Regions from separate parts of the Mus musculus genome. Here region 2 is linked to region 1. The links are chromatin contacts, called in public Micro-C maps. All regions are on one chromosome and are shown on one strand. The core of a region is the stretch at or near the end of the contact, and the rest is flanking DNA. Distances in the headings are between cores, read along the strand shown.

Evidence for each region. Hi-C and Micro-C count contacts between places; a contact is called where the count stands out from the background.
Region 2: a Micro-C map of the G1E-ER4 cell line shows a contact between it and region 1, with 3 times the contacts expected there. The contact joins two enhancer-like sites. A contact is called at or near these places in 2 of 484 Hi-C or Micro-C datasets (both in the G1E-ER4 cell line) and 1 of 115 datasets of contacts at active chromatin or transcription factors (bone marrow-derived dendritic cells).

Annotation. Positions count from the first base shown.
Region 1 is chr9:114,749,590-114,756,062 of GRCm38.p6, reverse strand. No RefSeq gene overlaps it. Among named protein-coding and RNA genes, the nearest start is that of Gm9888, 15 kb to the left of the region's middle. Within about 2 kb of position 2,997, at least 226 of the 459 cell types and tissues checked have an H3K27ac peak or open chromatin away from gene starts, as enhancers often do. A contact at or near this core is called in the G1E-ER4 cell line, where this site is marked.
Region 2 is chr9:115,234,587-115,241,059 of GRCm38.p6, reverse strand. No RefSeq gene overlaps it. Among named protein-coding and RNA genes, the nearest start is that of Gm26962, 38 kb to the right of the region's middle. Within about 2 kb of position 3,434, at least 77 of the 459 cell types and tissues checked have an H3K27ac peak or open chromatin away from gene starts, as enhancers often do. A contact at or near this core is called in the G1E-ER4 cell line, where this site is marked.

The DNA of each region.
Region 1 (6,473 bases), core at 1,748-4,247:
ACCCTAGAAGGGGCAGGGGTTGGGGTGGGGAGAGAGAGAGAGAGAGAGAGAGAGAGAGAGAGAGAGAGAGAGAGAGAGAGAGAGAGAGAGAGAGAGAGAAGTGTTAGATTCTCAAAGCAATGGGAGGCATTCATTGCACGTGGCAGGGAAGCTGAGGTGAAACAGTAGTGGCAAAGTAGAGTCAGTAGATTGTAGTGGCCATCTGTGCTGTGGCCAGCAGCCCCCGGGTTGAGAAGAGGGGGCCATAATTGGGCCGCCTCTCCTCCACTGTAGCCAGCACAGTCCCTGGGCCTGACTAGGTCCTGGTCGATGGCAAGCTCTGCTACAAGTGTGAGTTCTGTGGGGCTCCGAGAGGTTCTGGAAACCGGCTGGCTTCGAGGCCCTAGGGAAGCCACCAAGCTTGGACATACTACTAGTGTGGCCTGCAAGACCCAAGAAGGAAGCCAGAAGGACAAGAGAGTGATGTGTTGCTGGTACCTGACTCCAAGGTTGGCCGTCTCCTGAGCCTGGACAGGACAGCAGAGTTCACTAGCTTCCCTCATCAGTGTTGACCAAAGGTGGGAAGCAGACCCAAAATCTGCTTGTTCCAGGGGTCCAAAGTGTCTGCTAACACAAGGGACAAACTTCTACACATTTAGGGTCTTCAGGCCCCTGTGCAACACCACCACCTCCCTCTTTTGGATGTGGCTAACTCGTGTCCTATTAACCTAAGGAGGAATTGTGGGACTACAGACATGCAGTGCATGTATGAAGTATGTGTTAACAGGGCCATACACAGGAAGTGCATGTATGAAGTATGTGTTAGCCAGGAGAGACAGATCATGTTTACTGATCCTGCAGGAGACTTGGCTCCATTGCCAGTACACACATGGTGGCTCACAACCAACTGTAACTCATTTCTTCCAGGGACTCCAATGCCCTCCTCTGGTCTCAGCAGACACTGCATGAATTTACAGGCTGCAGGAAAAACACTCGCACATGTAAAATGATTAAGTCTCAATGAGAGAGAAGTGTGATATTATCACCTTACAGTCACACAGACCAGCTAGCCACCAGTGGCAAATAGCAATGGTGCAACCCTCGCTGTGGGCATCTCTCCCTGTCCAGGCTGTGAGGGCTGCTGACTCCGTGTGGCCTCCCTGTACCACAGTGAGACCTGTCTGTTGAAACCTTGCCTGCAGAGGAACAGGAGAGAACAGGGCTGCAGCCACCTCTCTGCACAAGAGCCTAGGCTCTTGCTCTCTCTCTCTCTCTCTAGTAAGACATGGAGTCTCTATAGCCCAGGCTGGCCTTGAAGTCCATACATACCCAAGGATGCCCTTAAACCCCTGATCTTCCTGCCTCCCTGTTCCAGATGCTGGGATTATAAGTATAAACCACAGACCCCTCTGTGTTTATCAACCAGCCTTACAATAAGTAAATGTCATTTGTGTTATTAGTTGTGGATATTTGCCGATTCCCTGTTCTATAGAATAGACTTTCAAGAATGAACTGAATTGAAGAGATTTTTCCCTTTTTTTTAAAGATTTATTTATTTATTTTATGTATATGAGTATGCTGTAGCTGTCTTCAGACACACCAGAAGAGGGCATCAGATCTATATTGCAGATGGTTGTGAGCTACTTTGTGGTTGCTGGGAATTGAACTCAAGACCTCTGGAAGAGCAGTCAGTGCTCTTAACTGCTACACCATCTCTCCAGCCTGAAAAGATTTTTTTTTTTTTGCTATTAAAAAATAAATTTAATTCACTTAATAGAGTGCTCATCCAGCATGCAAAACATGCCCTCAGTGAAGAAGCCTGTGGTGGTCCGTTCATAATAACAAGGCAGAAGTGGAGACAGGAGGATCGGAATTCAACCAAGGGCAGGCCAGGATAGACCAACCTTTACTAAAAACAAAAAGGTAAGTGTTGTGTAACTCCTGCATTCTGGAGGCTGAGGCAGGAAGATGCTAAGTCTGAAGCTAGCATAGCTACACGTAGGGAGACCTTGTCTCAAAAAAAATAAAATAAATAAAAAAGTAAAAATGTAAAAATCATTTTAAGGTATCTTTTGTTGTTTTGGTTTTGGTCTTTTTGAAACAGGGTTTCTCTGTAGCCTTGGCTGTTTTGAAACTAGCTCTGTAGACCAGGCTAGCCTTAAATTCTGTGATCCACTTGCCTCTGCCTCCCAAGTGCTGGGATTAAACAAAACAAACAAGCAAAAAACCCAAAAATTTAAGCCACCACGATCCCAAAAAAGTGAGTTCCAGAACTAACACAGAGAGACTATATATATATATATATACATATATACATATACACATATGTATATATATGTGTATATATATATATTAATAATAGTTGAACATTTTTTTAAAAGTTTGTAAGAAACCGGTATGAAAGATGCTTCTAACCTTACAATGGCCTGGGTGACCAGCTCCAAGAGGCTTCCCCTCAGAAAATACTCACTACCTCCTGGGAAGGTGAGGACAGTCAGTAGGTTCCTAAGATTTTACTGTCTTCTTATGTATCTAGAAAAACTGCAAAAATAAAAAATATCCTCATGCGCGCGCACACACACACACACACACACACACACACACACAACCGATTGGCTACCACCTGAGGATGATCGCTGTCCGGATCAGTCAGGGTTCTCTAAACTGCGGCAGATCCTGCCTTCTGGGCGCTTCGCTTCGGAGGTGGCAGCTGGCCCAGGGCTGCCAGCTGCTCACTGATGCCAGCTGCCCCAGTGACCCAGAAAATTGGAAATCTGGGCCTTCTAGCTAAGCATCTCCCAATCTGGAAACGTTGCCAACGAAACCTAGAAACGAAGCTGAAACCAAACAAGCCCTGTCTGGGGGCACACCCGGCCGGCTCGCCCACTGGCAAGTGACCCCGCGCGTGTCCTGGCGGTAAAGCGGGGAAGTCCTGCTGAGGCCCGCAGGGCTGCCAGCTGTTTCCTCTGCGGCCTCGCCAGGCGGAAGCCTCCCTCCCCTGCCGCAGTTGTGCATGCCTGCAGCAGCCTCTCCTCCCAACCGCGCTCTACTTCCTAGTTGCAGAAACTCCACCCTTAGGTGGAGGCCACCGACTTGCGCCCACTCGTGCAGCGCGCGCCCCCTGGCGACCAGAGGAACGCACTGCCACTCCTGCCCGGCCAGAGCAGAGGCTGAGGTTCTGACGTAGAGCAGAGATGTGCACACTTCTGTGGACGCACAGATTAGTCATAGTCTTCCATTCAGGGCACACAATAACCACTGGCCCACGCCTGGCCGTCCCCTTCCTACCTTCAGATTAGCTTTCCCCTTAATTTCTCGAGAGAGATAGCTCTCTCTCAAGCACGCGCACACACACAGGATTTATTAGAGTGGCTTGCAGGGGACACAGGCTTGCCCAGATACTTTGGTTCTCGTAGATTGCAGATGTGGCCGAGTTGACAACCAAGATTAGCCATCACATGATGCTTATCGTCTCTTGCGCCCATCTTTCTCTTTCCACCATCACTTCCGGAACCACCGATCACCACACAGTTGCTTTTCTTATGTTAGTTCTACTCTAGAGCACATGAGTTCATATGTCAGCAGGGGACATCCCCGTGTAGCCTTGGTGGCTTTATTTGCCTGTCACCCTACTGGCCTCAAGCCACACCTTCTCTCCCACATCCTTAATTTATTTTAAAGATAGGGTCTCAGTGGAGATAAAGGCACAGTCCTTTAATCCCAACACTCGGGAGTCGGGAGACAGAGGAAGGTGGATCTCTGTGAGTGCAAGGCCAGCTTGGTCTACAAAGTGAGTTCCAGGACAGCCAGGAATATAGGGTCAAACTCTGTCTCAAAAAAGAAAAAAAATAGGGTCTTACTCTGTACCTATGTACCCCAGGCTGCCCTGGAACTCATAATGATCCTCCTGTCTCAGCCTCTCAGTCTGGGATTATAAGTGTACACCACTGTGTTGGGCATCTCCTTATTTTTAAAACATTTATTATTTTTATTTTATGTGTTTGAGTGTTTTGCTTGCATGCATGTGTGCAAACATGCACACATGGTACCTACAGAGGCCAGGTTAGGGTGTCAACTCCCCTAGAGCTGAAGTGACAGATAGTTGTGAGCCACCACGTAGGTTATATAACATGTCTGTTATTCCAACACTGGGAGGTGGAAGCAGAAAGATCAGAAGTTCCCTGCTGAGAGAGGCGGGAGGAAGAACAACAAAAAATACAAATACAAAATGTTGAGGACTGTATAAACATTTTATTTTATACACGAGTGCTCTATCTGCATGTACACCTGCATGCCAGAAGAGGGCATCAGATCCCATTATAGATGATTGTGAGCCACCTTGTGTGGTTGCTGGGAATTGAACTCAGGACCTCTGGAAGAGTAGACAATGCTCCTAACCATTGAGCCATCTCTCCAGCCCCCCACAAAAATTTGTTTAAAGGGCTGGTGAATATGTTCAGCAAAAAAAAGGCATTTGCTGAGTTGGATCCTGGGTCTCCCTCATGGTGGACAAAGAGCCCTGCCTCCCACAAGTCTGACTTCTAACAGGCACTGTAACATGCACATACACAGACATATAGGAACATTAAAAATAAGTTGGGGTGCCGGGCGGTGGTGGCGCACGCCTTTAATCCCAGCACTTGGGAGGCAGAGGCAGGCAGATTTCTGAGTTCGAAGCCAGCCTGGTCTACAAAGTGAATTCCAGGACAGCCAGGGCTATACAGGGAAACCCTGTCTCGAAAATAAATAAATAAATAAGTAAATAAGTAAATAAATAAATAAATAAATAAATAAGTTGGGGTAATGAGAATCCTTGCTGCCTTTTACAGCTGCCTTTATTTTAAAAAGTTTCTGTGATGCATATTACTTATAGAACTATAATTTAGCCTAAAAAAAAAAAAAAGACATCTCAGAGCGGTCAAGACTACAATTGTGTGTTCACACACGTTCATGTGTGCAGTACACATGTGTGAACATGCATAAGCACATGGGTGTGTAGACCAGAAGAAACCAGAGTTTCCTGGGAGCCAGATCTCATCAGCCTGGAGCTCACCAGGCAGGCCACACTGGCTGGTCAAAAACCCCAGGCAGCCACCTATCTCTGCCTCCCCATTGCAACATATGCAACCACACCTGGCTCTAGGTAGGTTCTGGGGTTCAAACTCAAGTCTTTGCAACTTTGCAAGCATTGTCTGGACCATTTCCCAGACCATAATAAGTGCTTTATAAACTGGGGGCTGGTTGGGCTTTTTGGTTTGGGCAGTTCAAGGCAGTTTCTCTGTATAGCCCTGGCTTTGCTGTCTAAGCCAGGCTGGCCTTGAACTCACAGAGATCCACCTGCCTCTGCCTCCCAAATACTGGGATCAATGGTGTCTGCCACCATTGCCTGGTGTAATCAGTGCATCCAACATTGTCTTCAGTCTCACATGATGATCCCGTTCCTCTGTTAGCAAAACCAACTTTGATAGGTAGAGGGCAGCTTTAAATCCAGGTATTTTCATACTGGTGTGTGCGTGTGTGGCGTGGGGACGGGGGTCTAGATTATGTTACTCTAGTCACAGTGCATTAATCACAGTCAGCAAGCGCAACCTTGAACTCACCTGCAAAATGAGTCAAACCCACTAAGGGCTCATGGGGAACTCTGGAGAATCAACAACCCTTCCTCACCTCTGGACAGTCCTGTGACTGTAAAGTCTCAACTCTGTGGACAGAAGTCTCAGCAGAAAATGGGTGGGCATTAGCGATCCCCCTGCCCCAGCCTCACAGGCCGCCCGCCACCAGGAATGCTTTACTGTCGGCATTCCCTGCTTTAGGTCTTCTGCTCTTTGCAGCTGGCTGCATATTGATACAATGTTTTTTATCAACAAAAAACAAACAAACAAAAAACCTGAAGAATGTACAAATCCCAGTGAATTTCTGAGGACTAACTATAAAGATCCTGTTATTCTCTAGGGACTGGAGGCAGGAATTTTACAAACTCCACAAATAGTTCTGCTTTAGCACAACGACGCCCTGGCTCTGCTTCGCACTGTCCAGTGATTGAGCTGTCCCAAACAGATGCCTCTATCTGTCCACAGCACAGGAGCCACATCTAGGGTGTTAAGCAGAGTCCAAAACTTCATTCTTACAATGATTTAGGTGGAGGTGACATGCAGCTGTGACCCCAGAATCTGGGAAGCAAGTACAGATGGACCTGGAGGTCAGTGTCATCCTCATCGACAGAGTGAGTTTGGAGCCAGCCTGGGCTACATGAGACCCTGTGTCAGAACAGAAGGGAAAGGAGAGAGAGGCGAAAGGAAGAGGAAAGAAAAGGGGGGGAGGGATTTAAAACCACCCGATGTCTAGTATTCTTCTATAATTCATGCCATGGGATTCCCTAAAAAGTATATTTTTGTTTTCATTTATTTATTTGGCTGACCTGGAACTCACTCTGTAGCCCAGGCTGGCCTTAAACTTACACAGATCTGCCTCCACCACAGCTAGCTCTTACAGTA
Region 2 (6,473 bases), core at 2,185-4,684, 480 kb before region 1:
ATGGAAGTGGGATCATGGAGCATATAGACAGGCATTGCCTAGTCAGCTTTCCTGCAGCGTTTGTAAATGCATCCTGATTGTTGGACTCAATGGAAGATTGATTTTCATCAATATGTAATACTCCCGTCTCTCCACCGCTTGCTCAAACATACACATCCATTGTGGTGTTGGTTGGCTGATGGACATTTGCAAATAATGCCAAGAAGACCGTTCCACCTCTTGCTGCTTACGTCCCTGATCTCTTCTCTCACGCTTCGCCCATGGTTGGAGTCCTGTCCATTGCTTCCATGCCCTGCAGCCTTTCACTTCCCCTCCTCTTGCTCGGCCTCCCATGTGGAGGTGACGAGCTGCTGCACCCAGCACAGTGAGAGCAAATGATTCCTTGCATTTACCCCGCCTGCCTTGGCTCACCAAGAAGGTGGAGCTAAGAGGTCACCGCTGTTCATCTTGCGGGCTGTTAGGGATTAATCTTTTGAAGTCTTTTTTATGTATATGGTTCTCTGTACCTTGTTTTTTAAAAAAAAAAATCTTTTTATAGGCTGATGAGCTGACTTGGTGGGTAAAGGTACCTGCTGGCTGAAACCTGGGTTCAATCCTTGGGGTGCACATAATGAAGGAGAGAACAGACCCCCTTCAATTTATCTTCTGATCAACACACATGCCCACCCCACCCCAAAACACATACACAATAAATATAAATATGTAATGCTAAAAAAAAAATTTTTTTTAAGAAAAATCCTTTTTGTAAAGCCACAAAGACCATGTCTGTCCTGTGTCTGGTTCTAGGAAATTTGCCAACGCCTTTTCTCCTTTGCCTTCCACCCAGGATTCCCATGTTGCGTACACTGTAAAATGCATGTTTGTTGGTGGCAACTGTTGTGACATGTATGCCTAAAGTTTCTCTTTTAGGGGCTGTGGTGATAGCTCAGAGGGTAAGAGTGCTTGCTGCTCTTACAAGAGACCTCTTGGTTCTTAGCACCCATACTGGGCAGCCCGCAACTACTCGTGACTGCAGTTTCGGGGAATATGACGCCCTCTTCTGGCTTCTCTGGGTACTCAGACATGTATACAAACACATAAACCCATTCACAGAAGTATAGATGTGTATGTATATTTTAACCATGATGGCTAACATGTTGTAACCCCAGCACTTGGGAACTTGATGCAGGAGTAAGTTCACCTTCAGCTTCTTAGTGAGTTCAAGGCCACTCCTGAGCTAGAGACCTTACTGCCTCAAAAAAAGGTTTGGTTGACTTCTTTTTTAAAAAGTCTTTTGTATTTTCATGGCTTCTATTAGCCAGTATCCTAGTTTGTGACTTTTGGTAAATATGTCATAAATATTTAATTTCTCCTTATTAGACTATAAAAGCATGTGTTCTTACACCATGAGGTTTTATTTGACCTTGTTATCGGCATTCTGCCATTCAGGGGTTCATACAGTTGGCCCTGTCACTTGGCAACAGTGGTGGTTTTGTTTTCTTTGTAATTGGTTTGTACTTTGTTGTCTGGCTTCTCTCTCACTGGGAAAGCCACTGATATTTGCCATGGATATAATCTCTGCAGATACCTTTGATCAAACGAAGCAAATTAATCAGAAACACTTTGAGGTTTGTATTTGGCAGAGGGTCTTACTCTAGTCTGGGTTGCCCTGAACTCATGGCCCGCATCAGGCTTCTGAGTGGTGGATTACAAGCATGTACCACCATGATGGTATAAGTGTTTGATTTTATGTCTGTGTGGTTTTTGTCAACCTGTCACAGTCACCTGGGAAGAGGAATGTCAACTGAGAAAATGTCTTTATCACAGTGTCATGGGAACATGCCTGTGGGTCATTACCGATTGATGGAGGAGGGTCCAACCCGCTGTAGGCTTGCCACCCAGAAAAGTGGTCCCCGGTTGTAGAAGGAAGAATCCAGTAAACAAAACTGCTCTAGCGTCTGCTTTGTTCTTGCCTTGTTCCTGGCCTGTCTTCCCTCAATGATGAATTCTAACCTGGAAGATAGAATGAGCCCTTTCTTTTTGTCTGTTGCTGTGATAAAACAGACAGTGGGCCATTGCTGTGACACAGCTGTCGAGGGAAGATTGTGGAAGAGTTTGAAACTTTGGGCTGGAAAAGTCATTGAGTGTTGAAAGCTTTGAGCTTTTGTGGGAGTTTTTGAAGATTGAGAATGTTAAGAGAAATCCAGACTATAGAACCCTGGATTGTAAGTCTCAAGGGAAGCAAAAAACGATCAGGGCTATGCATGTGGTATATTTGAATTAATAATCTGTTGTTGGGGCTGGAGAGATGGCTCAGCAAGAGCACAGATTGCTCTTCCAGAAGTCATGAGTTCAATTCCCAGCAACCACATGGTGGCTCACAACCATCTGTAACAGGATCTGATGTCTTCTTCTGTTGTCTCTGAAGAGCAACAGTGTACTCACATTAAATAAATATGTTTTTAAAAGGAGAATCTGTTGTTTCTGGTCAGCTTGGGCTGAAGAATCATCTCCGATTCATAAAAGATCGGCATCAATGAGGTAAAATCTTGTGGGAACTATTTTTTCAGGGTTAGTACACAGCTGAGTTCCAGAGTGGGCCAAGGCTCCATCTCATCCCGGTAGCCAAACTTGGTGATGTGTAAAGGGTCTCCCATATGGCACAGGTATTGAAGGCATGAGAGGGTCATAGTGGCTGAGAGTTGGGGCTAGGAGAAGCCATTGGAGATGTCGCAGCCTCAATTGCAGTGGGAGACTGGAGAAAAGCCAAGCCAAAGCTTAGCACCATACAGCACAGTTAAGAGTCCCCAAAGAGAAGCCAGGAGACCATTAAAGGTGCAGCCTCAGTTGCTATGGAAACTCTAGCAGATTGGAAATGCCAAGCTCATAGGGTGACCATCATGGACAGTAGCTGGTGTTGAGTACAGACAGCCTGAGCATATAAGATAACCTGCAAGTGCTGCTGACAACAAAACCAGAGATGTGAGAGAGGCTGCCCAAGCCCTTTGGAACCCAGAAGATGAGTAAGTCCCAAGTGTCAGACACTGAGCTATTTATACAGTTGATTTGGGGTTTGCTTTAAGTTGATTGTTATTGCCCTGGTTCTCTTAAACTAAGTCTTTAACTTTTTTTTTAATACATAGAAACCCATAGTTAAAAGACTTAGAACTTTTTAAATATTTGAATTTAAGGACTTGGACTTTGACGTACAGGTCACACGACAACTTGAATCAGTACTATGTGTGTGCTGGGTCTCAAATTCAAGCTTGGCGGGCAGCACGCCCCTTTATCTGCTCAACAGCCTTGTCAGCCATGATATGACAAAATCCATAGATCTGTTTAAAAGTGAGCATGTTCTTAAGTTGTGTCTCCTACCTCCAGTACCTAGAGAGTCTGTTCTGTTGCATGGGCTTTCTCATGTAGGTTGTTATCTATGGTCTTATCTATGTAAAATGGGGGCTTTGCTGGTACAAGCATTCTATTAAGAACAGGGTGTGGTGGCACACGCCTTTAATCCCAGCACTCAGGAGGCAGAGGCAGGCGGATTTCTGAATTTGAGGCCAGCTTGGTTTACAGAGTGAGTTCCAGGACCAAAAAAAAGAAAAAGCAGCTGTATGGGTAAGTGTAGGCCGGGGCTCTGGTTTTACTTCGCAGGAGATTGTTTGAGAATCTGCTGGAGAAGTAGGGAAATTTCCCAAGGCAGAATCACCTGAACCCAGTTTAAGGACTAAACACACAATTCTGGCCCTGCTCTCATTGCTCCCAAGGTGAAGCTGTGCAAAGACTTCAGCCAGATACGTGAGTATACACATTTTTTTCTCATCCTGTAAAGGTATGAACATCTCTTTGGCCTCTTCCAATTTCCCAGGAAAATGGCCCCAAATGCTGGCTTTCTCTCAGAATATGTCTTTCCTCTGGTATACTGGCCTGTGTTCATCTTGCAATAGGATTCTTGTGTACAGATTTTCCAGCGATCTTTGCTGGGCTTTTGTGGTCTGTCCTCTAGGCTCCCGCTGTCAGAGGGAACTCTCACAACAAACTGTCCCTTTGGCTCTCAGAGCGCGTGTAGCACCTGCTTCTTACATCTCTTCTGCCGCCTCAGTTTAATGGACACTATCAAAGTTGTGTCCCTGAACACAACCACAATCTCAGAATCCTCCTTGGGAAGTATGACACATTCGGGGCCTGGTTTCTAGTTCTGAAAGCAACCTGGAAGCACTTGGGTTGGAATATCAGGTGTCTGCTGTGCTCAGATGGCTTTGGTAAAAGGCTGGGGACCAAACCAAAAACTGAAGGTATCCTGGGTAGCCAGAGCGACTAGCTGAGAGTAATGTGTACTTGGTGACCTCAGCTGTCCTTGCTGTTAAAAGCCACCATGACTCACCATGTGATCATCCTCCTCATATGACTCTCCGTTGGCAATGATTAGCCTGGATCAGAAACTCAGGCCTGTGGAGGCGGAGGGGAAAGTTTTAGAAAATGGCACTCTAGCCCTGTGAAGAAAAGCACAGTGACAAACATTGCAAAAGATGGGCGCTAACTGGAGTCAGTGACAGCCCTCTCTCCAAGGAAGATGCAAGTGGGATTCAGGGAAACCTAGCCACGGGCGAGCCTGCCAACTCCTGTAGCCTGGTTGTGTAACATCGCCCATCGCACTGGGTGTGTGCTGTAATGTGCTGATTTTTGCAGGACTCAATTAGTTTCACTTCATCAACTCAGCACCACTATTCACAGACTTGCTTCTTCCATTTAATTGGCTCAGTGTTGAAACTGACCAAAAAGTGATTTCTCTACTGATCCGGTTCTGTGTTCTTAAACTACCATATCCTGACACTGAAGCCTTAAGTCAGCTTGTGCAGATTGTGCCTCTGTTCAGTGGCCCACAGGCATGTCCTGGCATCTTGGCAAAACAAGGAATTGTCATCCCTCTGCCCTGAATCTGATGAAGGAACTTGTGAACCAAAGGAAGGCATATGGTAGATCATCATGAGACCTTAACAGAAGAAATCAAAATGGCAAATAAACAGAAACAAATGTAATATACACCAGGCTCACTAAGCATTGGAGAATGTCTAAAAATGGACTCTTATTGGTGGGTATTCAAATGGCTTGGCGTTAGTGTGATTTGAAGATACACATACCCTAGTTACAGTCAACATTCTTTGAAGTTGTCAAAAGAACACAAAATAGGGCTGAGAAGATGGCCTTGCATTTAAAAGACCTGCTACAGAAGCAGGAGAAGTGGGGTTCAGACCCCTAGAACCCATGTAAATGACATGTAGATGTAGCCACCGCCTGTTACCTCCAGTGGCTTTGGCTTCAGAAGTTCTGGGCTTGATTGAGAGAGCCTGCCCCAAAGCAGAATGCTGAGTGATGGAGGAAGAGTCCCAACATACAGCCCAGAGCTGCTACGTGGACATGCACACACACGTGCATACATGTGAAAAGAAAGAGGGGAATTGATAGTTGATGCTCACATAAAGGGAAAAAAGATGTTTCTTTAAAGAAAAATAATATCCAAAACATAATTGGCGTTAAGGAACCAAACAAGAATATGTATAGCGCATGCTGAAGGCCTGAGGCAGGTAAACCAGTATATATCATTTCAGGTTCTTGCAGCATCCACACAGTAAAAGGACCACTCACCTGAAGGGTGACAGTGCTCAGGGCAGAAGAGTAGGGAGGAGGGATGGGGACTGGGTGTGAACGGGACTCTTGGGAAGTGTGGAGAATATTCTGCTAGATGACTGTGATGTGTCAACATCATCCCACTGACAACTCTACCCTGCACCAAGAGCAAGGGAGGTGAGCCAGCCAATGGAACAGTCCAAGCCTTCCTCACTCCTGGAAACCAGTGCTGCTAGAGGATTCCTGACCAAAGTAGACTCTGGGAACGCTGACAAAAAACCCCAAAGGTCTACAGGGAGCAACAAGTGCCAGTCCAGGAAGCCATGTCCAGATGGTGGGAAATGGTACCCCACTTTTACTTACCCACCCCCACCCCCTGCAGTGCGGAGCAGAACAGAGCTCAGCTCCACTAATCTGTTTGGAGCTGCCTGGGGATCTAGGCTCCATCTTGCCTCTTACTCCCACGGGTAAGGCTGGGCAAGCTGTGGAAGGTGCAGGCAGTGCTCATGAGGCTGCCCCGGGGTTTGCCAGGACCAGATGTAAAGGGTGTGGAATTATGGGGAGGGTAATACAGCATCAACGATTCTAAGAACCTGGAGAGAAATTTTAGGGAATTTTAAGATTTACTCTGTGTGTCTGGGTGGTGATGCCCTTGCCCACAGAGGCCAGAAAGGGTATTGGGTGCCCTGGAGCTGAAGCTATTAGTGGTTATGGGCCACCTTCTGGGGTGCTGGGAACTGAGTTTGGGTTCTCTGCAGGAGCAGTAAGTGTGCTTACCCACTGGGTCATCTCTCCAGCCCCCCAAATCACATTTTAATAACAGACCCAAGAAGACTGCCAGGCTGCCTATGGGCCTGGCTGAGTGC